Regions from separate parts of the Ovis aries genome. Here region 2 is linked to region 1. Evidence: chromatin contacts called from public Hi-C data. All regions are on one chromosome and are shown on one strand. The core of a region is the stretch at or near the end of the contact, and the rest is flanking DNA. Distances in the headings are between cores, read along the strand shown. Region 1 overlaps AUH (AU RNA binding methylglutaconyl-CoA hydratase). Region 2 has its middle 7.9 kb from the start of TRNAS-GGA.

Region 1 (4,055 bases), core at 101-2,600:
TTCAAACTTTAGGAAATATGAAAGGCAGTGGAATGAACCTCTTTATACCTTTCACCAAGGTCTCTCCTCATGAGAGAGACCCTTCCACTCTTTGTCTCTCTCTCATATGCATATCCCGCCCCCCCCCCCCCCCGCCTTTTTTTTTTTTTGCTGAACCATTTCAAACTAAGAGGTGAATCTTTAAATATTTCAATGTGCTTTTCATAAGAATAAGAAAGGACTCTAACCACAACCCTATTGTAACACCTAACAGTATTAAAATTAATATTAATATTCAGATTATCCCAGGTTCAAAAGGTTGTTTATAGTGTTTCTTTTGGTTTGTTTTGCTTTTCTAATTCAGGATTTATTTAAAGGTCACAGGTTACACTTTTGTTTGTTTTTTAAAAGTTTTCCATCTCTGTTTGTTTTTTAGAACAGTAATCTTTCAAAAAAAAGTCAGACAAATTATCTTCTTGAAGTTTACACATTTTGGATTTGACTGAGTTATTTCCTCATATTTAGGTTTATGATAAAAAATTTTTGCAGAGAATAGTAAGTAGGCCATGTTCTATATTTCCTTTTCTTCTAATGTGTTGGCACTTAAGAGTTAGATTGTCCCACTTTGGGTGACAGTAACTTTGATCACTTGGTTACGGTGGTGACTTAACTGTGCGTACACTTCCAGTATCCTCCTCTTGGAAGGTTTACAGGAAAAGAATCTTTAATTATTCTTGGTATTGACTGCTTCCCAAATTAAAAAAAGAAAGGAAGAAAGAAAAATGAGTTTTTATTTTATTTTCTGTTAAAAACCAAAAAGAAGGAAGGAAGTGAGAGCATTCAGATTTCACAGGACCAGAGCAAGAGGCCCCAGTTTTGTCTCTTTCTCCTCCCCAGGATGAGGGGTTTGAGATATCACTGCCTGTCCCACTGTAGGCTGTGTTTAGCAATAAGGCGTCTCTTGGCATGGTGTCCAGGAACTCTATTTTAAGGTGTGTCTATGAAGTAATGACAGATTTTTAAATCCAGTGTGTGTGTTGTTCTGAACACAGTAGTCATTTTGGAAAGTTTTGTTTATAACCTTTGTTGAAATCTTAGAATTTACATCAGTATCTGACCTTATTCTTTTGAATATCTTCAACAGTGACTCATCTTGATCCTGTGAGGGTGAATTTGATTTTCAAAAATAGCATAGGACCTTTCTGTGCCAAATCTGATTAATAAGGTCATACTATTTGAGGAAGAAGAAAAGCATAACAACAAAAATAAGACTGCTTTTCTTAAGAGGCTTGTATGATATCAAACATTTACCAGTGTTATGTGCAGTGGACAGCGCTGCTGGATCAGTGGACTGATTGCTAGTGACCTCTAAAGGCCAGTGCTTGTTTGACTCTCTGAAGTCTAGTGCATTCATGAACACACTTCATACACTGTGCAGTCTCATTTCTTTGTACTTTAAAATCTGTTCAATGACCACTTTACTCTTTTCTGTCTATTTACGGTGTTTCAGAAGTTATTGGTTGGTAAGTCATATGGTTAGTTGTTGTAGAGGAAACAGATAGATACAGATACACGTATAAATATAGATGACTCAGCAGTGTTCCCTTGAAGTGCCCATCTGAAATCTGGTAGGAGAGATTAAACGTGTACAGGCATCATAACTGCTCTCTTACAAAGTTGTTGGATTCAAACAGGAATAAGGCAGTTGAAACTTGGAATTGTGAGTTTGAGAAAACAGTGTGGATCCTGTCAGTCATAAACCCAGTTTATAAGACCTGTATTGTGGGTCCCCAGCACGTCTCTAAAACTTCTCTCCTACTGCTGCTCCGTTTGCTCACACACTAGGTTCCAGGTATGTTTATTCACTCAATTCGCAAATATTTGTTGAGCCATCTGGTGTAGACACTGGGTATATAGCCGTGAACAAACATGGAAAGATCACTGGTGCCTTGCAGCTGACATTCCAGGACACAGGCAGTAGACATGGCAAACAGTAAGTTGTGAATTATGGCAGAACTATAAAATGCTATAGAAAAAGAAATAGGGGAAGGGATCTGAGGAGGGATGAGAGCTTGCACTTTAAAATAGGGTTCAGAGGAAGCCTTATTGAGAAGGTAACATTGGGGTTAAGACTGATAGGAATTGAGGAAATTGTCATACAGATAGGAAAAAAGAGCATTTCAGACAGAGGGGCATATAGGATAAAGGGCTAAGATGGGAGCATGCCTGGAACATTCACCCCACCACTGCAACCATAAGAGATGGGAGGAGGAGAGTGGTCGGAGATGCTGTCTGACGAGTATCAGAGAAGTCAGAGCATAGAGGTAGCTGTTACCCTGAGTGAGAGAGACCCACACAGGTTATTAGCAGAGTTAGAGTGCGATCTTAGGGCTTCCCAGGTGGCTCAGTGGTAAAGAGTCTGCCTGCCAAAGCAGGAGACGCAGGTTCAGTCCCTGGGTTGGAAAGATTCCCTGGAGAAAGAAATGTCAACCCTCTCCAGTGTTCTTGCCTGGAGAATCCCATGGGAAGAGCCTGGTGGGCTACAGTTGATGGGGTCACAAAGAATGGGACACAACTGAGTGACTTAGCACGCAGCATGTAATGTGATCTTAGGCCTTCAAAGATTTGCCTGGTTGCTCTGCCAAGGATAGAAATGAATAGGGCCACGTTAGAGGCAGAAACCCATTCCTACTAGGAGCCTGTTGCTGTAGTTCAAATGTTCTGGCTGGAGGACCAAAAAAGGGGCACCCTGTAGGACCCAGAAAGTACCAGGGAAATAGTAAAGAGTGAGGAACTCAGGAATGGGACCCCACAGATGTGTTAGTGGGCTCCTGGACTCATTCCTCAGCTGCGCATGTGTGTCTTACGCTAAGCAGCAAACTAGACACTATTTGAACCAAGCGATGAGCCACTGCCCAGATCTGAGACTGGCCAAAGGCCTTGCAAACATAACTAACACTGAAACCACAGTTCACAGAAGGCTGGCTGGAATGTGCAGCCCGAGTACAGCCAAGTTGATTGAATGCTGAAACAAAAACGTCCAGGCCAGAATTACTCAGCATGTGAACACCGGAACGTCTCAGTTTACATGAGCGATGATCAAACAGATGTCATCCAGAAAGACAGGTGTTGGAATTATCTAAGATTTTAAAGCAGTTACTGCTTTAAGAAGTAAGGGTGAACTGTTTCAGTTGCCTCCTCTTCACCTTGTTGGTGAGGGAGAGATTCCTTTCCTAGGTTGCTGGAGATGGCCAAACACACTAGACAAGTGTGATTGATAGCAGTTTCTTAGTTGGATGTACTCACAGCCCAAGGGAGGCCACCACATGGTACACAGGATCATATGGAGGTTGTGCTCGGGAACATCGAAGAAAAGTGTGGGAGGCAGGCTTTGTAGTGATGAGAAGGTGGTGTGCCCCCTGGTTCCTTTGGGAGGATGTGATTTGTTTTGTTTGAGTTGTCTCACAATCTGGTAGGAACCTGGAACGCTCTCTCCAGGGATAAGTAGGAACACTGCCTAGTCTTCGTGATGAGAAGGGTGGTTTGTCTAGGTGACTTAATAATCCTTTGGAACAGGATTGGTAAGAGACCGTGTGGTCAGGTCATTTGTGGTTCACTTGGTTTCCCTCAGGGTTAGGCAGCACATGATATTGGGCCTTAGTTTTGGACTTTACCCACAGGAACAAATGGAAGTATAGAAAGTTTTAGAATAGAGATAACAGAAGAAAGTGAGTAAACTTCATGATTAACCAGTGGGAGTTGCTCAGTATCAGAGAAGAAAACCAAAAAACCTGAATAAATGAACTGGACCTCAGGGACCTAGAGGATGGTACTGAAATGTTTAACATCTGTGTCACAGGAGTCTTAGAAGGAAAGGAGAAAGAGTTGGGTCCAGAAAAATATTTTTAAAGAAAAAATAGCTGAAGATTTCACAAATTTGGTGAAAGGCATAAACTAAGGATTTAAAAAGGTGAGTGAACCAAAGCCAGATAAGCCCAAAGAAGTCCAGGACCAGACACATCATAATCAAATGCTTAAAGCTAAAGGCCAGATCATCATCATCTTTAAAATTGAAG
Region 2 (4,506 bases), core at 634-3,133, 440 kb before region 1:
TTGCTAAAAGGCAGATGATCGTCCAAACACAGCCAGGAGTGTCCACTCTGCTCCTCGGGCAGGGATCCTCAGCCCGCTCAGTCCTTCCCACAGGAAGGTGAAGTGATTTGTCTAAGGTCAACAAGATTGATTAAAAATAAAAATAGATGGAGGTCACTGTGAATGCAAAATGTGCTCAGTCGCTTCAGTTGTGTCCGACTCTGCGACCCCATGAACTGTAACTTGCCAGGCTTCTCTGTCCATGGGATTCTCCAGGCAAGAATGCTGGAGTGGGTTGCCATGCCTTCCTCCAGAAGATCTTCCCAACCCAAGAACTGAACCTGCACCTCCTGCGTCTGCCATATTGTGGGCAGATTCTTTACCGCTGAGCCACTGTGGGATTTAAGGCGAAAGAACTCAGAGAGATGTGGGGATTCGTGAAAAAGTCAGGAAAGCCACAGATGTTTACACACCAAGCATGGCAGATAAATACTCAGAGCAACAAATTCCAGGAATAAATAGCCATTGTGGGAAAAGTAAATGTATCTTTTAGAACCTAAAAGAGTAAGTCAAAAACATAAGCAAACACAAGGCACCTTAGGAACACAATCCCAACTTGAGCTAACAGACTTGAAAATTTGTTCCTTATGCGGGGTGTAATCTTAGGGCACATTCCAATGATCAGTCAATGTAATTCACAACAAAGTTAACCTGAATACAGTTCCCAAAGTAGAGACCGACAGACTCTATTCTCTGACAATCTGATCACCATCTCAGAAAACTGAAGATGGCCATCTTCTTCTGATATCACAGACATTAAGAACACAGACATTAAGAACTGACTTCCTTCATTTCTTCCCTGGTGAGAAAATCAGACTCATGGAGACCTGGAATCCCACCATCCACACATCACTGATGTGTCCTGCGGGTAGAATGCCCATACCTGCCTTGTCCGTTGGCACCACCATTTCACTGTTTATAGGCATTTCCACAACATGGAAGGAATTCAGAATAGGAGTCTAGGTTAGAAATATATATTTGGTAGCCAGTAACACTTAGATGCACCCCAAGCTATGACACTGGAGATGTCATTAAAGGAGTGAGTGTAGATCAAAAACGCAAGAGGCTGATGTGTTGGTTAAGGGTCCCAGAGAGGAGGAGGATTGTTGGGAAAGGGGGGGAAGGGTTAGATGCAAGACTTTTTACTGAAGCCCACCCAGTCTTCCCAGTTTCCCACGTGGTTCAGTGGGTAAAGAATCTGCCTGCAACGCAGGAGACATAGGAGACTTGGGTTAGATCCCTGGGTTGGGAAGGTCCTCTGGAGAAGGGATGGCAACCCGTTCCAGTATTCTTGCCTGGAGAATCCCCATGGACAGAGGAGCCTGGTGGGCTACAGTCCATAGGGTCAAAGAGGCGAATGCGCCTGAGTGCCTGAGCACGCACAAGCATGCACACACCAGATCTCTCACTGCATGCAGTCCAGGAGCTGCTGCCAGAGGAGGTCTCCAGGGATGCGTGGGTGGAGAGGCAGAACAAACTGGAAGGAGTAAAGGGCCACGGGTGTGATTAATTAATCCTTTAAAAAGGACTGTTGATGGAAACAAGCTGTATGCTACTCTGATTTTTTTCTTTTAATAATCTATTTTTTCTTTCTGTGTGCTCCTAAGATTTTTTTTTGTTCTAATTTACCAATTTCCTCGGGCTAGAGCCACATGGATTGGTTTGCTATAGCTGCCAACACAAGGAACCACAGTCTGGGCTGGTTTTCACCAAGAATTCATTTCCTCACAGTTCTGGAGGCTGGAAGTCTGAGATGGTGATGGGGACAGGGTTGGTTCATTCTGAGGGATGCGAGGGAAGGGTGTGTTCCAGGCCTGCCTCCTTGGCTTGTAGGTGGCCACCTTCCCACTGTGTGTTCACACCGTCTTCCTGCTATTCATGTCTGTATCTGTGTCCGTATATTCCTATTTTGCGAGGACACAAGTCATACTGGCCCACCCTACTCCCTATGACCTCGTCTTAACTAATTAGAAAAGCAGCAAATCTGTTTCCAAGTAAAGTCACATTCTGAGGTCCTTGGAGACAGGACTTTAACATACAAACTTGGAGGGGGACCCAATTTAGCCCATAACATTGAGCACGTGCCTTCTACAAAGTAGGGCACATGGCAGAGTACTAATATCGCTTAAGACAAGTCGGTCCTGCCAGTTGCTGGTCTGACTCTTCATTCGGATGAGAGGATTCTTTCCCGTTTGCTGCAATAGCTCTTCTTCACATGTCCTGTTTCTTGTCGAATTATTTTCTCGTCACACGTTCCGTCTCCTTGGTCGCATCCTCCAAGTCTCCTCTTTCTCCTCATGATTTCCCTCTTTGTATTTTTGCTTTATGTTCTGAGATAATCATTCCACTTGGTCTTTTATGGAAGATCTGAACAAATACATGAACACTCATGTATTGGATTTTGAAAATCATGTCTTTACAAATTCATTTCATGCTTTTGGTGAAGCTCCTTGAGAATTCTTACTAGTGCGTGGATAACATTCTCACCCGACTCTTCCAGTTCTGTCTTCCCAAGTGGGAGGCACCAGTTTGATGTGTCTGCTGCCTTGGTTTCTTCTCTCTGGTGACTGAGACCTTGGCAGTGAGTATCTTCTTTCTTCCCTCTTCTATGCTTCGTGACTCCATCTCATTGGCCATTAGGAAAAGCTGCAAGAAACTCTTAAGCAACAGCAAACCTGTGTGAGGTAAAAGGCAAACAAGTTTCTGGTCTCTCTGAGTGGCAGTCAACCAACTCTCATGCAGAGGGACAAACCACTGAGCTCTCCTATCTTCCCAGGGGAAAGAGTAACTCTGTCCCCAAAACAGAGACAGGATCAATGTGGGTCTCCAGGCAACTGCCCAGCTGGATGGGCACCCCACAGAGATCCTCTGAAACTAGGCAGCTTCTAAGAAGTGACCTCTCCCACAGTGGTTTCTGGGTCCCTGCTGGCTGATCAGTCAAGGGATGGTGGATGCTTGGTCTCTGCTCTAGTTCTCAAGGCAAGGCAAAGACGCCTCTGCTCTTGGTTTTCAGCAACCATCCCACTTTGTATTTGTATTTGTATTTCCTTGTGGAGACCCTGCTCCAACCCGTGGCTTCAGGTTCTACTAACTCTTTGTTCTTTTATGTCCACTGTACAGGCAATTAGGAGGAAGAGGTCAGATAAGCACAACCTGCCAGCTTCCTATCACCCTGCTACCACGCTTTAGGGAAAAATTGTTGACAGTCTCCCTGGCATCCATTACCCACCTCTCCTTCCCACTATCCCAGAGCATCAGTGGTTCTAGAAGGGGAAATCCATGTGGTTCTAGAGAAGCTGGCTCCACCGTTGGATTTAGGAGTGGAGTGAGTGACCTGGGTTAAGCAGTCACAGTGGGATTAGCCCAGGAATGGACAAATATTTCAAACTACACCAACCAGCTTTCCAGAAATCCTGGCAAGGATTCTCCTCTCACCCTTCCCAATGAATGTGATCAAAAATATGTGGAGCCCCAGGAACTGTTGGCAAGAATTTTGAGATCATGATGGAAGCCATTTTAGGTTGAATCAGCAGCATGAAAACAGAGCGGAAAGCTCCAAAGACACAAGTTCTTGATGGCATTATCAAGCTCAGATCCATATTTTAATGTCCAGACTCATATATTCTCTACTAATGAAGTGCCGCCTCCGTAACACACATGTGTGTGTAACATGTATGGGTAACATGTATATGTGCGGACAACATCTGAAGAAGTGTCTAGAGTACTGTCTTCCCTGTCATGCATAAAACAGAGGAATGCCATCTTTTTGTTGTGTTAATACCTCTGCGTTGCTTGTAAGGCCACACGACCAGTGCTCTTTTCCCTCGCTCCTGATAGAGACCTCAAAAGGAATTCAGACCCTCAGGGGGTTACAGTCCTAGGCAATCCATCAGCAGATATTTAATTCCTAAGAAGCTTACTTTTATCTACAAAATGAGTCTGTTTTTAACACATAAGGCAGGGTAATGCAATCTTAAGGAATTGTGTCATGGATACTGTCATTTATCTTTTATTCTTTCAGAACTCCCCAGCATTTCTTAACTTTGTTACGAAATGCAGCGTCGCAAACTTCTTAATTGGTGCGCAAGGTACCCAGTCTTCAGCACTGACCTGGGGGAATCACTGTGATCAGGTAGATGAGACATCTTGAATTCGTTCTAGCTTTATTTTCTGAAATAAGGTGTATTTAATGGCGTGCTGCAATTCATGGGGTCACAAAGAGTCGGACACGACTGAGCGACTGAACTGAACTGAAGAAATACTTACCATTTTTCCTTTTTTTAAGCTTGGAAATGAGATATGATGACCACGGTGACAGACAGGTCTAGGTTCTCGCATCTTCTCCCCATACCCCACCCCCACCATGATCCCATTCATCGGTGTATTCATCTCTGTATTGGAGAGGGCAATAGCGACCCACTCCAGTACTCTTGCCTGGAAAATCCCATGGGTGGAGGAGCCTGATGA

What was found. Hi-C and Micro-C count contacts between places; a contact is called where the count stands out from the background.
Region 2: a contact with region 1 is called in a Hi-C map of tail adipose tissue, with 5 times the contacts expected there. The contact joins two enhancer-like sites. A contact is called at or near these places in 3 of 16 Hi-C or Micro-C datasets (omental adipose tissue and tail adipose tissue).

Annotation. Positions count from the first base shown.
Region 1 is chr2:26,309,251-26,313,305 of ARS-UI_Ramb_v3.0, reverse strand. All of the region lies in intron 6 of AUH (AU RNA binding methylglutaconyl-CoA hydratase), which reads left to right. Among named protein-coding and RNA genes, the nearest start is that of AUH, 96 kb to the left of the region's middle. Within about 2 kb of position 1,350, at least 24 of the 54 cell types and tissues checked have an H3K27ac peak or open chromatin away from gene starts, as enhancers often do.
Region 2 is chr2:26,747,423-26,751,928 of ARS-UI_Ramb_v3.0, reverse strand. No RefSeq gene overlaps it. Among named protein-coding and RNA genes, the nearest start is that of TRNAS-GGA, 7.9 kb to the right of the region's middle. Within about 2 kb of position 1,883, at least 1 of the 54 cell types and tissues checked has an H3K27ac peak or open chromatin away from gene starts, as enhancers often do.